Linked DNA regions of Hordeum vulgare: region 2 is linked to region 1. Evidence: chromatin contacts called from public Hi-C data. All regions are on one chromosome and are shown on one strand. Each heading gives the region's core, a stretch centred on a gene start, on an enhancer-like site or on the middle of the called end of the contact. The rest is flanking DNA. Distances are from core to core; before and after follow the strand shown.

Region 1 (6,060 bases), core at 211-2,710:
TAGGCAAATCAGTTATTTGGCAACATAGGGAGAGCACTGGGCTCGTCCTCAGAAACAGCCTCTGATATTCATCATCTCCATGAGAAAATAATGAGAAGAAAATAGAAAGTATTTCACTAGTGCTTTGGATCAGATAGGCAAATCAGTTATTTGGCAACATAGGGAGAGCTATAGGCTCGTCCTCAGAAACAGCCTCTGATGATCATCATCTCCAAGCACACATAAACAGGGCCAGAAAGAAGCCTACTATCAAATCTGACAGATCTACACCAGACAATTTGAATATCTAGGTGTCTTTGGATCTGAGTGTGAAATAGCGAGATTTCCTGAGGACCATCTTAGGAACACCACAAGGCAAATTTAGTATAGCAAGATAACTCATAGACCACAGGATATCTTAGCAATACCACGAGCCAGATTTAGTATAGTAAAATAATTCATGGACAGCATAACATGGCCCGGTTTCTCTTTTATCAGTTGCACAAGGTTTTTTTTCTTTATATTAAAGGAAAAAAGGAAGCATATACTTTGTCCTCAACTATTCTCGAAAAGGGACGTGCTACCAGTCTGACGGCCTACACTAGACACCACACAACAACGGAAGGCAGGTCGGTATGCCTACTGAATATCGATTACCACAACAGGCTGAACAGATAAAAAATAAACGGTATAGCAGAGTACAATTGACAAGATCTAAACAAACACAACAGAAAAAGCTGCAGGTTGAGCAAAAGAAAAAATTCACAGTTCCTAAATCTATCTACCTAACCAGATGCAACCCGTCTGGCTCGCTTTTTTTCCAGATCTGAACACATTTATCGCCAGCTACGAGAAATACGGCAACTTAAGAAAAGCATAAATCGACAAGATCTGAAGACAGATCTGGAATTTCTCTAACATAACGGAACCATATGTTCATAGACTAAACGTAACCGAAATTACTGATAAATTTGAGATGTTAAAAAAATACGAGACGATGAGAAATTTATACCTCGGGGTCCTCCTCCTCATCCACTTCATCGTCGTCCTCCTCGTCATCGTCGTCGTCGTCGTCATCGTCATCGTCATCGTCACCACCGTCCTCTTCATCGCCGCCGTCGTCGTCCTCGTCGGAGATGTCGACCACCTGCTGCGGCGCCGACCCCTTCTCCTCACCCTCAACCCCCTCATCATCGTCCTCTTCCCCATCGTCGTCGACGTCGTCGTCGTCGTCGTCGCCGTCAACCGCCTCCTCCTCGTCATCCTCACCTTCATCGTCCACATCCACCACCTCTTCCGCCGCCTTTTTGGCGGCGGCCGCGGCGGCCTTGATGCGGGCGATCTCCGCCGCACGCTCGTCGCCTTCAACCGCCGGCTTCATCTCCTCCACTCTTCTACTAGACACGAACTCTCGCAAGAGAATTTCTTCCTCTGGTTAAAGTTGGCGTTGTGGTTGTGGAAAATTCAGGGGAAATTTTGCGCGATTTGTAGCCGGCGGGGAAGAACAAGAGGGCCGAGAGGCCTCTAGGTTTGGGCGGATGGGCCAGAACAGATCCTGGTCGTTGGGTACAAGAACAGGCACGCGGATTCATGACGTGGCGGAGCATCGGACGGCTGCCAGGGATTTGTTCGTGGGTGGTGAGAGCTCGTGAGGTGGGGCAAAACGGCTAGGGCTGACGGCAGCGTGAGGATTTGGACGCGACTAACGCCACTGTGAGACTAGTGTGCTTTGGGCCATCATCCGTCGCTCTCTAGGCCCATCCCACAGGTGGTTGCCTTACCCACATATGTGACCAAAAGTAAGCCCACGCAGCAAATAAATTCCATCGCAAGTCCCAACAAACCCGCGAGAATTATGTCTCACATTAGGCGTGACGGAAGTTTCTTGCTGAAGGGAACTGCTCCTCGCGCAAGCAACTGGACCGGCCCATCAGCAAACTTTTATACCTACTAATAAAGGAAATTGGTTTCTTAGTCCGTCGTGGCGTTTTGCAATATCCTTCTCAAATCTATACCTAATAATAAAGCGGCTATTGCTTCCTTCGGAAAACCCACCACGATATTTTTATAAAAGAGCTCCTGTAATTTTTGTTATTCAATCCGCGCTCCATCATTTATCTGCAACGCAAAAGGAAAAAAATGATTCATTATAAAAATTATACCCGTACACATCGCCTCCTCCCGTCGACCCTGGGCCACCCTGACGTGTGCCCAGGCCACCGCCACACCACTCGCCGCCGCGGCCGACCTCAACCGCCACCGCTGTCGATCTCAACCCACCCGCCTCCGCGGCTGTACCTCTCCCCGCTCACTGCCCCCGTTGCGGCGCTCGAGCGCATCGCGTCGACCCTGGTCCACCCTGGCCTGTGCCCAGGCCGCCACCACACCACTCGCCGCCGCGGTCGACCTCAACCACCACTGTTGTCGATCTCAACCCGCCCGCCTCCGTGGTCGTACCTCTGCCCGCTTGCTGCCCCTGTTTCGGCGCTCGAGCACAGCTTCTGGATCAAATCAACGCAACAGCTACAACGACTTGGGATGATGCGTTTGCTCGATGCAGAACGGCGGCGGCGCGCGGATAAGGCGCGGCGGAGTGAAGTACTTGCAGGTGGAGGCGGGCCTCCATGGCTCACACGGGGAACTCCGAGGTTATGGCGCGACAACGACGACTCCTTATGACCAGATAGAGGCGCCTAACCCTTGCTCCCCTCATCGTATCCCCTCCTTCGGCAGGAACTCATCATCTGGTGAGATCCCCTCCCCATGCATCCAACCGTGTGCCAAGCACCGACAAGAAATTTTGTTTTGTGAAAATTTGTTTGCTGATGAATGAATGTATTGAATGTAAGATTGCATTGTTGTAGAGAGAGAGAATGGAACACCACCTTCAGTTTGTCATCTCATCCCACATTCTCTACCCCATGAGTGAAATAAGATAATAGTCCCTTGATCAATTCACGTAGTCTCTTTGTTTTGCTTTGCTTGTACCCCTCAATTTCTCATCATGGTGAAATTAACAATGGATGGGTTGATTTCTTAACAAAATAGGATAGGACTGACTACATTAGTTAGTTAGCTTATTATTTTAATAAATCAAAATGATTATAAAAGATTAAAAGCGTGTGTTATTTTTTTTCTCGTTGCAACGCACGGACCCTTTTGCTAGTAATAATAAATGACGGAGTGCTTCTGTCGTCCGTCCAGGCTTCGTTCGTAGCGTATGCTTCCTATTTTCACGCACAAGCCCTATTCTTTCACGCACAAGCAAGTAGCGGGGTGGTTTCACTCTTTCTACGCCAGCCTGAAGATCTGAGTTCGAGTCCCACCTTACACCTTTTTTCGTTTTCTCTTTAAAATCCCTTTTCTTCAACAGGCTTACGTTGGTTTCAATCTTTTTATACCAACCTGTAGACCTGGCTTCGAATCCCACCTTTCACCTTTTTTCGTTTTCTCTTTAAAATCCTTTTTTTTTCGTGCACGCGCTAGCTGTGGTGGCTCAGGTTCGATCCCTGGTTGCCGCGCTTTTTTCATCACCTATTATTACTATTTGTTATGTAATTAAAATGTACATATGTATTGTATTGTCCCACCTCGCTCTCGAAAATATGTAAGGAGTTAATCCGTCTCTCCATAGAATTAATTAAAATGCACATATGTATTGTATTGTCCCACCTCGCTCCCGAAAATATGTAAGGAGTTAATCCGTCTCTCCATAGAAAGAAAATTTGTGGGATTATTATGGGGGAGATTACTAGGGAAAGAAAAAGACCGGGAGACGGAGAAAATTGTGGGGTTATGAAGAGAGACAAATCGGGAGAAAATTGACATGCAACAAATGAGAACGGAAGATTGCGGGATTATGGCATAGAATTAATGGCAGAGAGTGGCATAGACTTAATGATAGAGAGAGACCTGGAGAAAAAAATCAGAATTGATGGGAGAGCATCCACGCTGCCCTCAAAAATCATGTGCTATGTATGCATCCAGACCAGAAAGAAGATGACATGCTTAATGTTTCCAAAGATGAACACACTGTAGGTGGTGTAGACGAAAATTGTTAAAAAATATTAACAATTAAAAAGTTGTTTGCAAATAACAAAAATATGTTCATGAATTAAGGAAATGTTCTTGGTTTTAAAAAATGACAAAAGATTGTAAAAGTGTTCATGAATTTGAAAAATATTCACGATTTCAAATATGTTCATGAGTTTAAAAAATATTCATGAATCACGGAATTGAGAATGATAATGTATCTCGGCGATGCAGCAGAATGTGATCATGATCATTCAATATTATGATTTTTTTTCTCCCGTTGCAACGCACGGGCCCTTTTGCTAGTCCTTCTCAATTTTTGTTAATAAACCCGTGGTACTAATATTAGTTGGAAAAAAAGATTCAGATTTGACAATAATACCCTTGACTTTATGAATAATCAAACCAGTGTTTTTAATACTCCCTCCATCACAGTATATTGGACATATCTCACAGGGCTCTCAGACCAAGATGTTTTTCTATTGGTAGGAAAAATTGAACCGACAAGCTATAGAAGCGCCTAATTAATTGTAAAACTGACGCATTACTAACCCCCTTCCACTAAACGAACGACTTCCTCGCATGCATTGCTGGAGACGGTTTCCAAAACATCCCAATTAATAGGTTAATTAATGTCATGTGCCTTATTTCCTTCTAATTATGAAAAATTATCGTTTTAAAGATACACCCAATATACTGTGATTGAGGGAGTAAGTGACAAAACAAAAGGTGCGCCCTTAGTTTAAGGTCGGGCAGATGCCTCCTCTTTAAAAAAGTTGCGCCAAGTCGTTGTTGAACCCACGACTTGTATGTACGAACCGGAGAACAGACGCACACGCTCACAACTCCTCCTTCCTCTCAACGCCGTTGTCGATCTGGACTCTCTGCCTTCTCTCCAGCCCCTTGCTCTTCTTCCCCTCCTCACTCATTCTCAATTCTACCTAGGGCCACACCCAGCCTCCTCCACGGCGATCTCCTTGCGCTGGCGGCCATGTCCGATTTGGATCACAAATCGGATTCATTGCCAGGTCCGGGAACTACTCCAACAGGATTGCCATGGATGTCCAACCCGGATTACACATATTGTTTGTATCATAAAAAGAAAGCCTTCATTGGAATAGATCACAAGTTCTAAAGATGAACAGATCAATGTCTCCTCCGCGTACTTCGTCGTCGCCTCCACGTACTTCGCCTGAAGACCATCCACCATCGTCTCCGTTGACTTCACCATCGTACAGATCAATGTCGCCTCCGCGTACTTGGTCGTCCCCTCTGCATACTTCGCCTGAAGACCATCCATCACCGTCTCCATCGATTTCGCCGCCGTTGTCTTCGTCAACTTTGTCGCCGTCGTCTCCATCGACTTCACCGTCGTCGAATTCGGTGCAAGACCATGTGCCGTCATCTCTGCCAACTTTGCCACATGTATACGTGAGTATCTTTCAGAGCTACTGAACATATACATGTTTAATTGTTTATTAACTCTTTGTTGGGAGGAGGATTGTATCTTTGTTTAGGTAGGACATACGTCCCCATGAGTATATGCTTATTTTATATGTTAATATGATATATATAGTTTGATCAAATTCAGCTTGTTGGTTACATATACACACAATTCTTTGCCCATATCTTGCTCGAATCCGAAAATCCATGAACAATATGTAGTAACCATGAACAAGAATTCATGATTCTGTAGTATTTGTTGAACAATACAATTCTTTTTTCTGCAGCATCAGTGTATCACAATACCACTGTCCTCTTATTTTCTTTATTAATATGACATAGATAGTTTGATCTGACTCGGCTTGATGTTTACATATATAGATAGTTTGATCTTGCTGGAATCTGAAAATCGACCCCATAATTAGCTTTCCAATATTATTCGATGGTTTCATAATTGAAGTTTTAACTTTAAATTGTGTTGTTATTACAGAAAGTGAATATCGTCGCTGCATTGACTTTGTAGAAGATTTCGATAAACGACCTTCAAAAAAAGCAAAATGTATTGGATTAGGTGTTTTGGAGCCATCACCTACATCACCATCGATC
Region 2 (6,184 bases), core at 2,978-5,477, 290 kb after region 1:
ACCATCTGTTGGGCAAAAAATCTTGTGCCCATAGTACTCTCGGTCCTCGAGGAACTTCTGACTAAAGAGACCATCCTTGACCCACACAAAACCTTTCTAGAAATCGAATGGGCTGAATAGCTCTTAAGTTTCTTGAAATTTAAAAGGTTCTTCCTATTTTTTGAAGTACACACATATATGAAACATTGGCTTGAATAAAAAACTTAAGCATCTAGATGTGCCATATTTATTTTTACAATAGATGTAAATTACCTCTCTCCTCCCCATCATTTAGGTGACCAAAGTACCAATCTATAGTCTGCCCCCAAATCTAGAAAACAGTTTCATATAGTTTCAGTAGTTAGCTCAATATCATTTTCTACGTCCTATTCCAAGCTCCATTAATGTGTTACAAACAATCCTACACGAGAAGAGAGAATAAATATCATAACTATTATAATAACCACGCTAACTTTCTATGATACGTGTAAATACATATATTTTGAATAGTTCTCTATACTTCACATGTTTATACTTAATTATGGTTCATATGTGTGTGCCACACTTTGTAAACAGTAGGTTTATTGGTTGAAAAGAGCTATCTTCCAAAATATTTGATACCAACTTTCCGATAATGCGACTTAGAAACTTATTAAAACTTTTGCTCTTGGACTAAACGTGCTATTCTAAAACCACTTCACAATTGCTTTTATTTCGATCAGATATTGAAAACTTGATTCAGATTGGATATTTTTCATGGTTTTTCATCCATTTTATTTTTGCACTATTTTCTATTTTAGTGTGGCACTCTAAAATATAAGTCTTTTTAAAGATTTTACTAGGGGACTATATACGAAATAAAATGAGTGACTCTATACTCTAAAATATGTCAATATACATCCGTATGTAGTCTGTTAGTGGAACCTCTAAAAAGACTTATATTTAGGAACGGAGGGAGTATGATTTAATACTAGTGTGTGTAATGCACCTTTTGAAATATGTGCGTTTGTAGACTGAGTCCATTGCATTTTGTTGCGCAAAGTTTATTGCAATTTTATTGGGTTTAATAGATTTTTTAGGTATCCACCACACTTTTCTTTGCCAGGGTCAACTTTTCTTTGCAAACCTCAAATTCATATTATTACATACAACTCCGTCCGGAAATACTTGTCCTAGAAATAAATGTATCTAGACTTATTTTAATTATAGATACATCCATTATATGCATTTTTTAGGACAAGTATTTTCGGACGGAGGGAGTACAACGTAAACCTATAATACTAAGTGTAGCTCGGCGTGTCCATGTCCGGTGGCTGGCTGCGTTCCTCGTAGCGTTGGTCTGGTCGTCGGCGAGGTAGAGTAGGACATGTAACAGTAGACATCTCACGGGAGTCGAGCTTCCGTCGTCTTCCGTGCCCTACTCTTCCCCGTCGGAGCCGATACTCGTATCGTGTCAGTCGATGACGGATCCTTCCTAGGAGGAGCCGACGTCCACCACGACGTGGTTGCGTCGCCCGCACTGGTGCACCCTATGGGATGCCGGAGAGTGTGACTCTGCCTCTCCAACATCCACCGCCGCGAGGGCCTTCTCAACATCCCGTGCCCACTGCGTCGCCCGACATCACTAATGGAATTATATAGAAGATAGAAACAATGGAAAATACTAAGAGAGGAAATCAGGTTAAAAATAAAAGAGGATGAAAATAAAGATGAAAAATATACTCTAATAAAGTGTTTGCTAAATGCAGCAGGGAGGAAGACTCTTTGCTACAATAAGAATACCTCTGAGGAAAATATGCCAAAGATGAGGAAAATAAGAGGATAAAACAAAAGTGGGGAAATCATCAGGTTGAAAGCTCCAGCTTGATCAAAATTGACTGGAGATTCGCACACTGTAATACGATTTAGTTGCACATATTAGATCTTACAATACCGTATATATTAATATATATAGGGACGGACAGTGTGACCTGTATATGGCCTGTACGTACACGCACGTACATCAAACATAGCTACTACTACTATAATTAAGTAGAAGGCCGACAAAAAAAATAAGTAGGCTGACAAGCGGTGTGCCGTCCTTGTAAGCACCCGCGAAAAAACTGCTGCGCTCGCGCTTCTCATGCAGACTCTCTGAACCTCAATCTACATCTCATCGACACGATCCATCACACGCGCTCCCCCCACCTCAAGGAATCATGCCGTCGCCGCCCGGCCCATACGATGAGGACGCCGCGAAGTACAGCGTGCCCGTCATGTCGTAGTCCATGACATCCAGCCCCACGTCGCCGGCGCGGCCCTGCGAGGGCGATCCGTCCGGCGTGCCGGCCCCGGACCCGGAGTAGCTCTGGTGGCGGCCCTGAAGCACGCAGGCGAGGGACGACACGAGCGCCTGCCGCTCGAGCTCCTCCATGGAGCCGCGGTCCAGGCCGACGCCGCCCCGCTGCTGCCCGGCGGCGAAGCCGAGCGGGGCGGGCGCGGAGCCGCGCGCCGCCGGCTCGGCCGGAGCAGCGTGGTCGCACGTGTGCTCGTGGACGTAGATGACGTTGTACATGGTCTGGTCGCCGTCGCCGTGCGGCTGCTGCTGCTGCACCAGCTTCGTCGCCGGGCAGCTGCGCTCGCGATGGTAGCAGCATCGGTAGTAGCACCTGCGTGTACACGTACACAAGTAGGAGTAAGAACTACGATTCGTTTACACATGTCCAGCAGGTACGTGCGCAGTAGAGTAGAATATCATTAGGTAGGAGTATTCCGTCTCATCTTAGCACATGCATGGCGGCTAGCTGGCTGGCTATACGCGGTGACGTCGCTCGAGACCAATTATTTAGCGGTTGGTGACGTAGGGAGATGCCTCTAATAAACAGTACTCCTACTTCCTCCTCCTAACTATCGAACGTCAAATCAGTGACGACCCAATCGTTCACCGTGGCAAATAACACACAGTAACACACACGAGGATCCCGCCACACAGAACGTAACTTTCAGGGATGACGAAAATTGTGGATGGTCAGGAAAACATTCCCTTTACCTGAAAGAGAAGACAGGGTCAGCATCGAAACTGGCTTTTACTTTGTATCCCCTTGGAATGGACCCATCTCTCCGCTTTGCCGATGCTTTCAAACGTGTGGCCGTGTGGGGAACTGGGGATCCGATCGGTTGCTCACCAGGATCAAGCATCCTTTTTGAGGTCGCTGCGTGGCAAGCGCGCAGCATTTTGTGTTTGTCCTTTGCGCGCTTCCCTTTCCCGATCTCCCGGTGCCATCGCGTGGGCATCAGAAATCTGAATCAGCCTAATCATGCACGTTTTCCTACTATCCCGTACGCGCTACAAGCGTCACGATCTAAACCTTGCGCGCGCCTAGATAAGTAGTAGTAGTAGCTATAGCTTTTATTTAGGAGCATGTTCGTTTCTTGTTAGAGCGACATGGCAACTTAATCGCTCATCGTCCGTTGATTATTTAGTTATCTGGATAAGATAAGCAACAGAGACGCCGAGATATATAGAAATGAACTGACCTTGGGAAGCTCGTCCTCATGATCCTCTTCTGGCCGTACTTCCTCCACTGGTACCCGTCGGAGTATGGCGAGGAAGTCACTGTTACCCTGTTGAAGGAAGAATGGACTCCACACAATCAGTTCCCCCACATAATCCACTTGTTTTGTTTCTCGGCCATTTTCTGAAAGCTTATACCCTACTGCAGGTATGTAATAATACTAGTAGTAGTAGTAGTACTAGCAGCTGGGCGACTCACTTTCTCGGGACGCCGTCGTCTCTAGGACGGCGCGCGCTCGCGGCGCCGGTGGCAACGACGGGGGTCGCGTCGGGCGGCGGCGCGGCCGGGGCGGAGCCGCCCATGATGGAGATGCAGACGGAGAAGGCGCGGGACACCTCCTGCAGGATCAATGCGGCGGTGGCCTCGGCCTGGCCCTGCCCGCGCAGCGCCCGCAGCGCCTCCGCCTGCAGGTGCGCCGTCAGCTCGTGCCCGTGCGTCAGCTCCCTCAGCACCGCCTTGTGCTGCTCGTCGGCCGCCGCGGAGTCGTCGTAGCCGGCGACGCCGACGTTGGGGTTCATGATGAGACGGGACTGCGCCTGCATGGTTGTGCTGCCTCGCGACCTGGCTGCCGACGCCGTTATCGAGTAAGAGTTCTGTGCGCGCGCAAGAGTTAATTCGTTGTATAGTATAGAGCTTTGGTGGCTGGGGCGGGCGGAAGTAGAAGCTGCACTTGCACGAGAGCTAATATATAGAGGGATGGGAGGAAGGGTCGTCGCAGCTCAAGCGGTTGGGAGCGATGCACTGTAAACCTGGCTTGGGGCTGGGGACGCTATTACGCGGTGTGGTGGACTCGGTGAGGACCCTCCTGCAGGAAGTCGTTCTTAATTAGCAAAGGGAGATCTGCAAATAGGTTCAGAAAAACGAAAAGGAATGCTCTGTTGATACACGATAATCCTACGCCTAAAAATAGGTCCTACTGTACCTAAAGTTACTTAGGGCATCTTCATGGCTGACGCGCAAATTTGCCTGGTGTCCGTCCGCGAACGGATGGACCAGTTCATAGACACGGATGCGGCAGCCAACCATCCAAAACTATTCGCATGTATCCGGTTGTATTTTAAATGGATTTTGAACGAAAATAAAAAAAAATTGATTGAAACTCGAATAAAGCAAACGATATTCACTGGAAGTGGGATAATATTTACATAAAATCGGATGATATTTCGTTCCGCGAACTAAAACCATAACCCTACACCACGTCACCACCTATACTAGATGGTGACCTCGTAAGCCATGTCGGGCTGGCCGGCGGCTCCTCCGTCATCGTCACCGGAGCCGTTGTCAGAGTCATCGTCGGGCATCGAGTGGCGGAAGGGGGCTTCCCGACAGTCGCTTGATGCTCACGGACGATCCTCTCCGCTTCCTCCTGCACCACGCGTAGTGCGGCCACAACCATCGATGACGCGAGTAGGAGAGAGGACAACCATCCTTGGAGGAGGCGCTCTTGGCGACGGTGATCTCGCTCAGAGACTACACTTCGCCGTACTTGGTCATATCCGCGTCGATGCGGGGAGACGGTGCTTGCTCGTCTCCATCGTCGTCAAGGAACTGTTTAGGGCCCAGGCATACGCCAGGTCCTGGTCCGTCGCGACGTATGACGGTGGGACGTCGGAGTCTGTGAACTCCGGCCGACACATAGTGCCGTGGTATTTCCGGGACAAATGCCATGGGGTCGCTTAACTCGTAGGTTGGGGCCGATGCACGCCGACGACATCTGGGAGCGGGTGTGGGCGCAACACGCATGACGCCGATTTACCCAGGTTCAGGGTCCTCCAATGAGGTAAAACCCCTAGTCCTGCCTGAGTGACTATAAGATAATCACAGTACAAAGGTTGCTCCTTGAGTTGTTCGTGGGGAGGGAGAACAGAGCGCTGGCTGCCGGACTTGCTGCCTCAGATGGTGTTCTCTGCGTGATCGTGGGAATGTTGTGTCTTTCAGCCTGCCTCTCTTAGTGGGTAGGGACGTGGCTTTATAGTGCAGCCAGGAGTTACAGTGGTAACGGTAGGATTGTGGGGTGGGGGCCGACTCCCGGCCTCTTGGGCCGGCTGCGAGGCCCACCTACGGCTGGGTCTTGTCATGGGACCCGCCGGTCGTGTGCAGCAGCGGTCGGTGCGCCGAGCTATCAGGTGGGTGCGATAGAGGGGGAACGTGGCTACAAGACCTCCTTGCTCACTCAGGGTCGGGGTCCCTGTAGCCTCGGTGACCCTCCTAGCATCACGCCGCAGGACAACTGTACATGTCAGCGCGTACTGCTGCCGTGATAGCCTCTGATCATTCGTCTTGTCTTGTCTGCATACGGCGATACGGTCGAATGAGACGGGAGCCGGCCGCGCATCTCGCAAGAGGACAAGCGGCTGGCCGAGCCCCGCCAGGCGGCCGGATACATGTCGAAGAGGTGGCCGGCTACCGCTAGACGGCCGGGTACGTGTAGGCTAGAAATGGGGTCGGCTATCGCCAACCCGCCGTACTTGTGGGTGGAAGGGGCCGGCTCTTGCCAACCGGCCGCGCTTGGGTTGGCTGAATGGGCCGGCTATCTCCAGCCGGCCTTGCTTGGGTCGGCCAAGTGGGCCGGTTATCGCTAGCTGGCCTGGGGGCCCAGGCGGCCTCAAATGTCTTGGAGATGGATAATCTCCGCTCTTGGTACACCCGGG

What was found. Hi-C and Micro-C count contacts between places; a contact is called where the count stands out from the background.
Region 2: a contact with region 1 is called in a Hi-C map of leaf, with 3 times the contacts expected there. The contact joins the promoter of LOC123440425 here to the promoter of LOC123444719 in region 1. A contact is called at or near these places in 4 of 6 Hi-C or Micro-C datasets (leaf and seedling) and 1 of 1 datasets of contacts at active chromatin or transcription factors (embryo).

Annotation. Positions count from the first base shown.
Region 1 is chr3H:529,451,220-529,457,279 of MorexV3_pseudomolecules_assembly, forward strand. It overlaps LOC123444719 (acidic leucine-rich nuclear phosphoprotein 32-related protein-like), which reads right to left and starts at 1,461. Exons shown (of 2, transcript XM_045121537.1): 1 at 992-1,461. The coding sequence starts at 1,360. It overlaps LOC123445851 (a small nucleolar RNA gene), which reads right to left and starts at 217; the gene lies at 123-217. It overlaps LOC123445852 (a small nucleolar RNA gene), which reads right to left and starts at 83; the gene lies at 1-83.
Region 2 is chr3H:529,735,819-529,742,002 of MorexV3_pseudomolecules_assembly, forward strand. It overlaps LOC123440425 (transcription factor WRKY19-like), which reads right to left and starts at 4,228. Exons shown (of 3, transcript XM_045116991.1): 1 at 3,732-4,228; 2 at 3,496-3,582; 3 at 1,813-2,627. The coding sequence starts at 4,075. The coding sequence ends at 2,168.